Regions from separate parts of the Mus musculus genome. Here region 2 is linked to region 1. A link is a contact called in public Micro-C data. All regions are on one chromosome and are shown on one strand. The core of a region is the stretch at or near the end of the contact, and the rest is flanking DNA. Distances in the headings are between cores, read along the strand shown.

Region 1 (4,155 bases), core at 1,150-3,649:
AGGTACCAACTTGGATCTCGTACTAAATGCCTACTTGACAGCACTGGGTGGTATCCGTCCTCCCAACCTTCTTAGAGAAACATGAGCTATACATTTCTATTCCTATATTTTGAAACAGCCACAGGTTCTAGAATAGGGTTCTTTTTAAGGCTACCTCTCCAGGCTCTCTCCCATTACTCTAGCGCCTCCAGTCACCACGCCAGCAGGGTGCAGAGTCGGACTGCAGTGCACCACCCCTCCCCCGCCGCCACCTTCCAACCCTAAACACCGCCTTAGAGACAGGCTCCGCCTTCACTCTCGGCTCTCAGAGTATTTGGCCCACCCTTCCTTTCCCCGGACAGGATCCGCTTCCCTGTCAATCTGGTTCAGTTTCAAAATTCCTTGCACGTGATAAAAGGCTCCGAGAGGAAAGAACGCGGGGACACTGTAGTATAGCCGCGTCCACAACATGAGATATCCCAGCACTCCAGTAGGGGTGTCCAGGGATTGTCAGTTTACAACCCTGACTCAGGACGCGCCAATGAGGAGTTGAGTCCGCCCTGCGCTCAGCTGCACAGCCCCAGAGCGGCCAAGTTTGCTACAAGAAACCACAACCCAGCAACTTTCTCTGAGTTTGTAAACCGACATGCAACCTACTCTGCAGAGTTGGGCTGCTTACAGCAAACCCAATCCATCCGATCTAAGACAGCTCCAAATGATACACGACCCTCTGGGGGACAGATGTGTACACTCTTCTCTTCTCGAGTGTAAGAGCACACACTATGCTGGTGGACCCCCAATTCCCGAGAACTAAGCCAGGGTTGATATTTAACGCCAGAGCATAGACTCGGTAGGTTCAGACTAGGGTGCAATTAAGTCTTAAAAAAGCAGACGAGGAGGCGGGGAGGAGGGAAGGGGCACGCGCCCACTTACCATTCCGGAGCACAGGCTGATGACCGCAGTGTGCTCGGACTTGGTATTGACATGGCCTTTGTAGAAACAGTGCCTAAGTTCCATTTCCTCCTCGGAATACAGCTTGGTCTGGTTTACCCCTGGCTCTCCAAGGAGGGTGACAGTGAACAGTGGAGCGATAAATCCGGTATGGGCGGTGAGATTAAATAGAAACTGCTGGCCGAAGGCTGAGAGGCGGTAGTGCTCCTGGGAAGAGGTAGAGGAAGACGAAGAGGAGGCGAAGGCAGGCCAGGGGTCAGAGGCAGAGTTAATGCTTCGCCGCCTTCTTTTGAAGTGCACGTTCGTGGGAAAGGGTTCCCCGAGGGGGTTCACTCGGATGGGAGACGCGATCTCATATTCGCTCAGACTCTCTAATAATTTCACTGCAGGGAGAAACAGAGGCAAGTGAGCTAATCAGTCATTTCCCCCGAAAGCTTTAATTTAAAAAGAAGATGGGGGGCTTTGTCCTAATTTATTTCGCAGCCACTTCGAGTCAATTCCTTCACGCTCCACCACTGGATAAATATTTGTTGAGCGCCTACTGTAATAGTAACAGCCGAGAACTAGGTGAGGGGCCGAGACTACAGCATTTGAAGTCAGACAATGAACAAATATAAAAACATAAAATAATTACAGATTCTGATAAATATCCTAAATAAAATAAAATGTGTGCTATCTGGTGATCCAAGCTATTAATTAGGACTGGTTTGGGTCAAGGGATAAGGAGGGTAAAAAAAGTCAGGTAAAAAGGACTGGGGGTGGGGGTGGCCCTAAAATTCTTGCAGTGCTTCCTTCCCTAATAGTTGACTAAGGATGACCCAGAGAAGGGAGAGGTTCCGAAAGGAGAGGTAATTCTTTCTAGGAAAAGGAGAGAGGCCTCTACTGCGGGGTGCCCGCCCCAGAGCGTGTTCAAGAAGGTGGCGATGGAGTGTGTGGGGGCGTGGGGGGGGGGCTTCAGGGTTCAGAGCCATGTTACCTTGCCTCGGGTGCAGCCTGTCCTTGCGCACGGCCGCCGCGGAGTCAGGGCTCCTCATCTCAACCAGGTCCGGCACCAGGAGCGTTAGCAGTGTGGCCCAGGATACTAACTGCATGGTGCTCCTCACCCCTCCCCCCGCTTCTCCCACCCCCTCCCTCCTGCCGGCTTTGGTGGCTGGCGGCGACGCGAGGCAGCAGCCTTGGAGAGCGCGCGGAACCCCGGCGCCCTGCCGCCAACTTTTTGACTTTAGGAGTCGCTGAGGTCCTGCAGAGAGGGTCCCGTCTGCGCTCCGCTGAGCAACGCTGCCGCCTGCCGTGAGCTGAGGCGCTCGGGCCGCAGGAGGAGGAGAAGGAGGCGGAGGACTAGGGCTCGGCGGCTCGGCCGCATAATGTCCAGCCTGCGGGCAGGAGAAGGCGCGGAACGTGCGCTCCGAGGCGCGCCGGGCGCCCTTTGCTGGCTGAGTTAGCCGAGCCGCTTCTTGAATGGGGGGCCAGGGGGCGGGGGCCCCCGCGGGCGCTCAAATACCCTAGGTGCACGCCTCCAGGAGGAGGAGAGGGGAGGAGAAAACGGGGCAGGCGGCCCGCCTCCTTGTAGATCCTGTCCCCTCCTCGGCCGCGGGTGCCAGGACTCACCGCTTTAGGCCCCTCCAGCTGCCGGAGGCGGAGGCCAGAGGCGCCGGCAGTGCCGGAGCAATCGGTGGCCGTCCGCGTCACCTCCCCGAGGTGGGGTTAGCAGAGATTCCCTGAGAAGGAGGGAGAGCAGAGAAAGTTCTCTCTCTCTGAGGTGGCGCTCAGCCACCCACTCCGATTCCCCTTTCCTACTTTGGTCTCCGGTTTGGAATCTCTCTCTCGCCAGGTCTTGGTGTAGGTCTCTTTGGGCCCATGTCCCTTTTCTCTGATGGTCTCTTCCTTCTCCGCTTTCTACTGAGCCATCTCCACTTCTCCGTATCTGCCTGTCCTCTTCATTCTGCCCCCGTCTCTTTCCATCACCCAACTTGGCATTCCTTACAAGAGGAAAAAAAAAAAAAAAAGTAGCCTTGCGCCGTCCTAGTCCTACACTTGATCACTATGAACCAGATTTGTCACCTGAGCTCCACTCTACTTAATTGCCCCAAGTCAAGAGTTTTAAAGGCAGGGATCTATTTCAGTCCAGTAGTTCTAGTTGTGTTTCTGATCCGCAGTTCTCTGAAAGTTTCGCAACTGTTTAAACCCGGGTCTTCCCGGGACCTCTGTCCCTGTGGCGAGAGCTCTACAGGTTTCTGTAGCCCCCCCCCCCCCAAAAAAAGGTTAAGACGCTTACTGTGCGGTTAGAGAGGGTGGGGACTTGGAAGCCCCCAACTCTGCCCGACATTTGAGGGGAAGGGAGTAGGGAAGGACTGTGAGGCCATAGGTCCCGGGGAAGGCACTCGAACCTCCAGGGATTTCCAGTCACTTCCGCTTGCTCTCAGAATTAGAGAGGATGCAAGCAGGGAAGTGGCTCCAAGCAGATAGTTCAAGTTATCCATCATCTCCCTCGGGTTGAAGATAGACATTTGGAAGTCAGAACTCTAGAAAAGGAGAAAGGAACAGAGGGAGAAGGGGGAGGAAGTAAAGAGGGAAGATTGTTAAATCATGGATAGTTAAAAAAAGCACCTTTCTTCCTTAGCTCTCAGAGGAGAGGATGCGCCAATTCAAAGGGAAAGGAAAGGGCATTTTCAGTAACTGATATGACTAATAAAGTTATAATCGCCCAAGTTTCCTAGAACCGGAGTTCTCTGCTGCTTGGCCAGCCACTCAGAACTGAGAATATCAAAGTGCCAGTAGAGACCAGCCAACAGTGTGCTGGGAGTGCCACCCATCCTGGAAACAATGATGTATACAGTTCTGATGATAGCGGAAAAATGACTTGGCAGGTCTGCCAGTTCCTAAAGATGTTGTTAATCCAATTGGTTAGGCACCACTGCCACTGTGAAGAGGCTGGGCATCCGGTATCCCTGTGCGGATGTGCACTGGAGATCTCGGAAATCTCGCTATTGAGGAGGTTGGAGAAATCTAGACCAGTCTAAAGCATACAGGAGACCCTGTCTTAATGTAAAAATAAAATAGCAAACAAAAGAACCAGCGAATTTTAAAAAGGGACTTTAAACCTTGAATCTTCCAAATAACTCACAAAAGTGAGTTTCTTCTAGCATGCCATCTTCCTCTTCATTAGGTGCTAAAGCTCCCTCTGAATTATTGTGCCTGGAAGTTGCCAGAAGCTGAGCATGGAAA
Region 2 (4,155 bases), core at 518-3,017, 83 kb after region 1:
GTGAAGCCATGGACCATTCTTTAAAATGGCAACTATATTAAAGATGTAGGGCCCCCAGTGGAGGAGCTAGTGAAAGTACCCAAGGAGCTAAAGGGGTCTGAAACCCTATAGGTGGAACAACAATATGAACTAACCAGTACCCCCGGAGCTCGTGTCTCTGGCTGCATATGTAGCAGAAGATGGCCTAGTCTGCCATCATTGGGAAGAGAGGCCCCTTGGTCTTGCAAACTTTATATACCTCAGTACAGGGAAACACCAGGGCTAAGAAGTGGGAGTGGGTGGGAAGGGGAGCAGGGTGGGGGGAGGGTATGGGGGACTTTTGGGATAGCATTTGAAATGTAAATGAAAAAAATACCTAATAAAAAAGGAAAATATACAATGCCATTCATAACACCCCCCAAAACATGTATAAATGAATGTTCATTTCTTCAAGTCCAAATTTAGGCAGATTTTGCTATTCACACTTGAAAGTGCTGATTCCCCCTGCAGGGTGAAGGGTGGTTAGAAACTGAGATGGAGGAAGGCATTTTTAAAGTCTCTGTCATCACATTTGCTCCCAAATAAATTGAGTTCAGTGAATAAATTAGGTCTAAGTACAGCATGAAAAATTCCCCACATCAATTAATTAATCATGGATTCAATGTCTGAGGTGAAAGCAATTGGATAGAAATCTGCAGTTTAGTAGGTGGAAACACAGCTTTAAAAGGCTTCTCCCTGGAGAGGCCCTGGGTGCCTTTCCCTCAACAAATAGGATTCTGTTTTAAATTCAACATTTCTTTGTGTCATCAGGTTCTTTGTAAATTCCCCATGAGAATAAATTGGCAGTCTGTGTCTTATTTTCTCTGGTTGCCCATCATTCTCAAAAGACTGTGTGTGTCACTGGGTGATTGCACGCTTACCCCTGCGCAAGCATTTCCCTTTCTGTTAAGCTTCCTGACCACTCCATCCACCTTTCAGCAGAGAGTATACTTCTTTTTATTCTAGTCCTATTCTGCACCTATTTACCCTGCACAAAAGGTAGGCAAAGGATGCCTTTGAATTGAACCAAATTCTTACACATTCCCTGCTATGAAAGCCCAGCTTTGGCAGTGCTGGGGTTAAATGAAAATCAATGGGAAGAGAGAGACATTAGCAGTACCATTCCACGTGTGGATGGTCTGGGAGATAAACCTCCCACTACTTGCAAGTATTTGAACTTCTCTGAGTAGAAAGCCCAATTAGAATTCTCCACACTAGTATTATTTGGTCACAGATCCCTTTATTTCCTTTAATGTCACATTCCTCTTGGAGTGTTTCATGCCATAAAACACATGGTCCAGGAGCCTGTGGTGAATTGAATATCCTCCAGTCTCCCTTTGCTCTGACTTGTCCTCTCCTCTCCAGTTGTTTTGTGGTCACACGTCTCTAGCATGAACTGAAGCATCCCTCAGTTATGAAACACTTCTATCCCACAGGCTGTAGGGGAAGACATTTGCCACTGGTCCAAACAGAGAGAGATCCCCTCGTCTGTGCACACTCAGAACAGTCCAGCAGCTGCTCTGGGGTGATTCCCATCACCAATATTTTAAAAACAGTCAGTATTTAAAATGGTACAAACCCTTTCCTAGGGAGCCTGAAGTTGCAAAAGACCTCACATGGCCCCTTCTGGATGTTTCTAGTTCTTCACTCCCATTCGTTGTGGGTCAAGAAATGCTATTCCTTTTCAAAAGCTGGCCTGGGAAATCACTTGGCTAGGATCCCGATGGCCTGATGCTGCATACTTGGCTGGCTTGGACTTCCTGCTCTGCTGATGATACCATGCAGCAGGAGCAGAAAATGAGGCTGGGCAATTCAGTCACCCTGGTCTTGGGCAATTTTCATAATTCATTAAGAATGTAAAATAATATTGCTTCACATCTATCTTCTTCCCCACATCCCCATTTATTCATCTGTCCACATATGGATTAGTGCTTAAGTACACTGGAGCCGGCTGGCACACTGCAGTTGGGTTTGCAGCCGTGGAGCCGCACAGTGAGCAGCTTATTCATAGCAACACGGATCATCAGACTCTAGTTCACTGACCTTGTATTATATTCCACAAGTAATCACCCCGCAAATTTCATAACCAGTTTTATGAAACCTTACTGTGTATTGTCTGTGCATGAAGGACTTGGGTTCAGAAACCATCATGGAGAAGTTAGATAATGTCTAACAAATGTCTAGAGAAAAGGAAGGTCTCTAGTAAATGAGGACCATTCGTATGGGTATCGTGGAGGCACATTCTCTCTCCATTATAGGGAGTTATAAATGCATAGTTAATGTTTTGATTTAATTGGTGAAATTAAAAAAAACATTTAAAATTGCACACTTGGGACAAGCAAATTTTAACGACTCTTGCCAAGGAGCTATATGTGAAAATTGGATGCTTTATTAACTATTAATGGAGAAAGTGGAGAAGTTGGTCTTCTATCATAGAGATAGAAATTTCAAAAAGTCTGAGAGTTGGGGTGATGTGTGTAGGTTTATCAAAAGGCATGTGGATTGCCAAAGGCTAGAAAACTCTGCATCTACTCTTAATGAATGAGCTTGGTAATGGTGCAATTTTTGCTGCTTTAAAGATACATTGGCCCAGCAAAAGCTCCAGATTGGACTCTTACTCCAGTTTCTTTTATGTAGATCATATTCACTAAACAATGACTTGGTGTTTTTGTTGTTGTTTAAATTTTCCTCATATGAGATTCTGTTTCAATAAAGCTGGGCTCTGCCCAGAATATGGACACTCTGTGATGCCCATGGGAAACTAGAATATCTATGATCCTACAAGCACTGCAATACCAAACACAAATTTAAAAAGAGTCACGTACACTGAATCAGAATATAATGCTTCTCTTTTCTTCCCCTGCTTGGCTATCAAGGAATCTGTATCCAAAACTTATGACTAAATATAGAAAATTAGAGCTACCTGCAAGGTGGGAGGGCATTGGGAACTACTTATGACAATTGATACATTTATGAGTGAACATTTTGTCTCAAATGGGACATAGCCCAGGATATAAACAGAAACTATGGCTCAATAGCCACATTTTGTCTTTTTTTTTTCTACGCTACATGCTGTACACCAATCAAGTGGGCCTTGTCAATAGGCTGGATTGACTAAGAAAGCAATTTGTTCCTTTTGCCTATTATCTTTTTGACTGGATGGTATCATCTGCCAGGTATACTTTAAGCCATGGCTTTAATTGTACATGGAATTGTGTAAAGCTTTTGATTAAGAGATTTTGCTTTTCAAATATATTTTCTGTTTTGGAAAATAACAGTGTCCAGTCATAGCACTCTGACCCCTGACAATGTTGGCATGTGACTAATGCTAGTCCAATCAGAGACCTCACCTAAGGATTACTTGGCTGGAAGTCTTTCATTCAGATTGAGGTTCCAAAAGTAGAAGAACAATGCTAACTCTTGTGAGTTCCACTTTGTGAAGACACACACACACACACACACACACACACGCAAAGTAGGATAAATTAACATTCAGGGACTAAGAAGCAATGGTCAAAATTTGCTTTGCCTTTTCTGTGTGATCCCAGGTTACCTAGTTTAGTTTACTCATTTCAAAAAAGGAATACAGGAATGACTAAGTTATATACTAAAAGTGAGCACATGCTAGACCATACATTCTTTAAGAACGGGAGGAGAAGGGGCTAAGGCTAGGGCTGCAGCTCAGTGCTAGGTGGCTTACTTAGCACTCTAGGGGGGCCCCAAAGTTTGACTTCCAGCAGCACAAAATTGCTTGATTACTTACTTAACTGATTAATTTAAAATGACTCAATGAGATTCTGGCTGTATTTGATTCCGTGTATTTTGAATAACTACCTTGCTCTGCATTTCGTTAGTGTAACTTTTGTCAAAGTAAATCCATATGTTCATAATGGCTTGTGCGGCAGCTGGGATGTGTGTACCACAATATGTCTTAACATTCCCAAAATGTATGTTGATGGATTAGCCCCCCATTAGGATGGTATTAAGATGCATCCTTGAAAAATAATTAGGTTTGGATGAGGTTGTAAAGGTAAGACATCACCATGGGAGCAATGCCCTTAAAGGAAGAGACATTAAGAGCTTGCCTGTATTTCTTATTCCTAACATATGAAAGCACGTTGAGAAGGAAAATCTCAT

Evidence for each region. Hi-C and Micro-C count contacts between places; a contact is called where the count stands out from the background.
Region 2: a Micro-C map of muscle stem cells shows a contact between it and region 1, with 5 times the contacts expected there. The contact joins the enhancer-like site here to the promoter of Adamts9 in region 1. A contact is called at or near these places in 4 of 39 promoter capture datasets (the 3T3-L1 cell line, 3T3-L1-derived adipocytes and liver), 9 of 484 Hi-C or Micro-C datasets (the 3T3-L1 cell line, adipose-derived mesenchymal stem cells, embryonic fibroblasts and 4 more), 4 of 115 datasets of contacts at active chromatin or transcription factors (embryonic stem cells, extraembryonic endoderm stem cells and vascular smooth muscle cells) and 1 of 9 other capture datasets (adipose tissue).

The regions. Positions count from the first base shown.
Region 1 is chr6:92,941,135-92,945,289 of GRCm38.p6, forward strand. Adamts9 (a disintegrin-like and metallopeptidase (reprolysin type) with thrombospondin type 1 motif, 9) reads right to left here and starts at 2,400. Exons shown (of 40, transcript NM_175314.4): 1 at 1,907-2,400; 2 at 913-1,313. The coding sequence starts at 2,021. All of the region lies in intron 1 of 9530026P05Rik (RIKEN cDNA 9530026P05 gene), which reads left to right.
Region 2 is chr6:93,024,859-93,029,013 of GRCm38.p6, forward strand. The region is part of intron 1 of 9530026P05Rik (RIKEN cDNA 9530026P05 gene); the gene reads left to right. Among named protein-coding and RNA genes, the nearest start is that of Adamts9, 83 kb to the left of the region's middle. Within about 2 kb of position 1,768, at least 33 of the 459 cell types and tissues checked have an H3K27ac peak or open chromatin away from gene starts, as enhancers often do. A contact at or near this core is called in adipose tissue, adipose-derived mesenchymal stem cells and muscle stem cells, where this site is marked.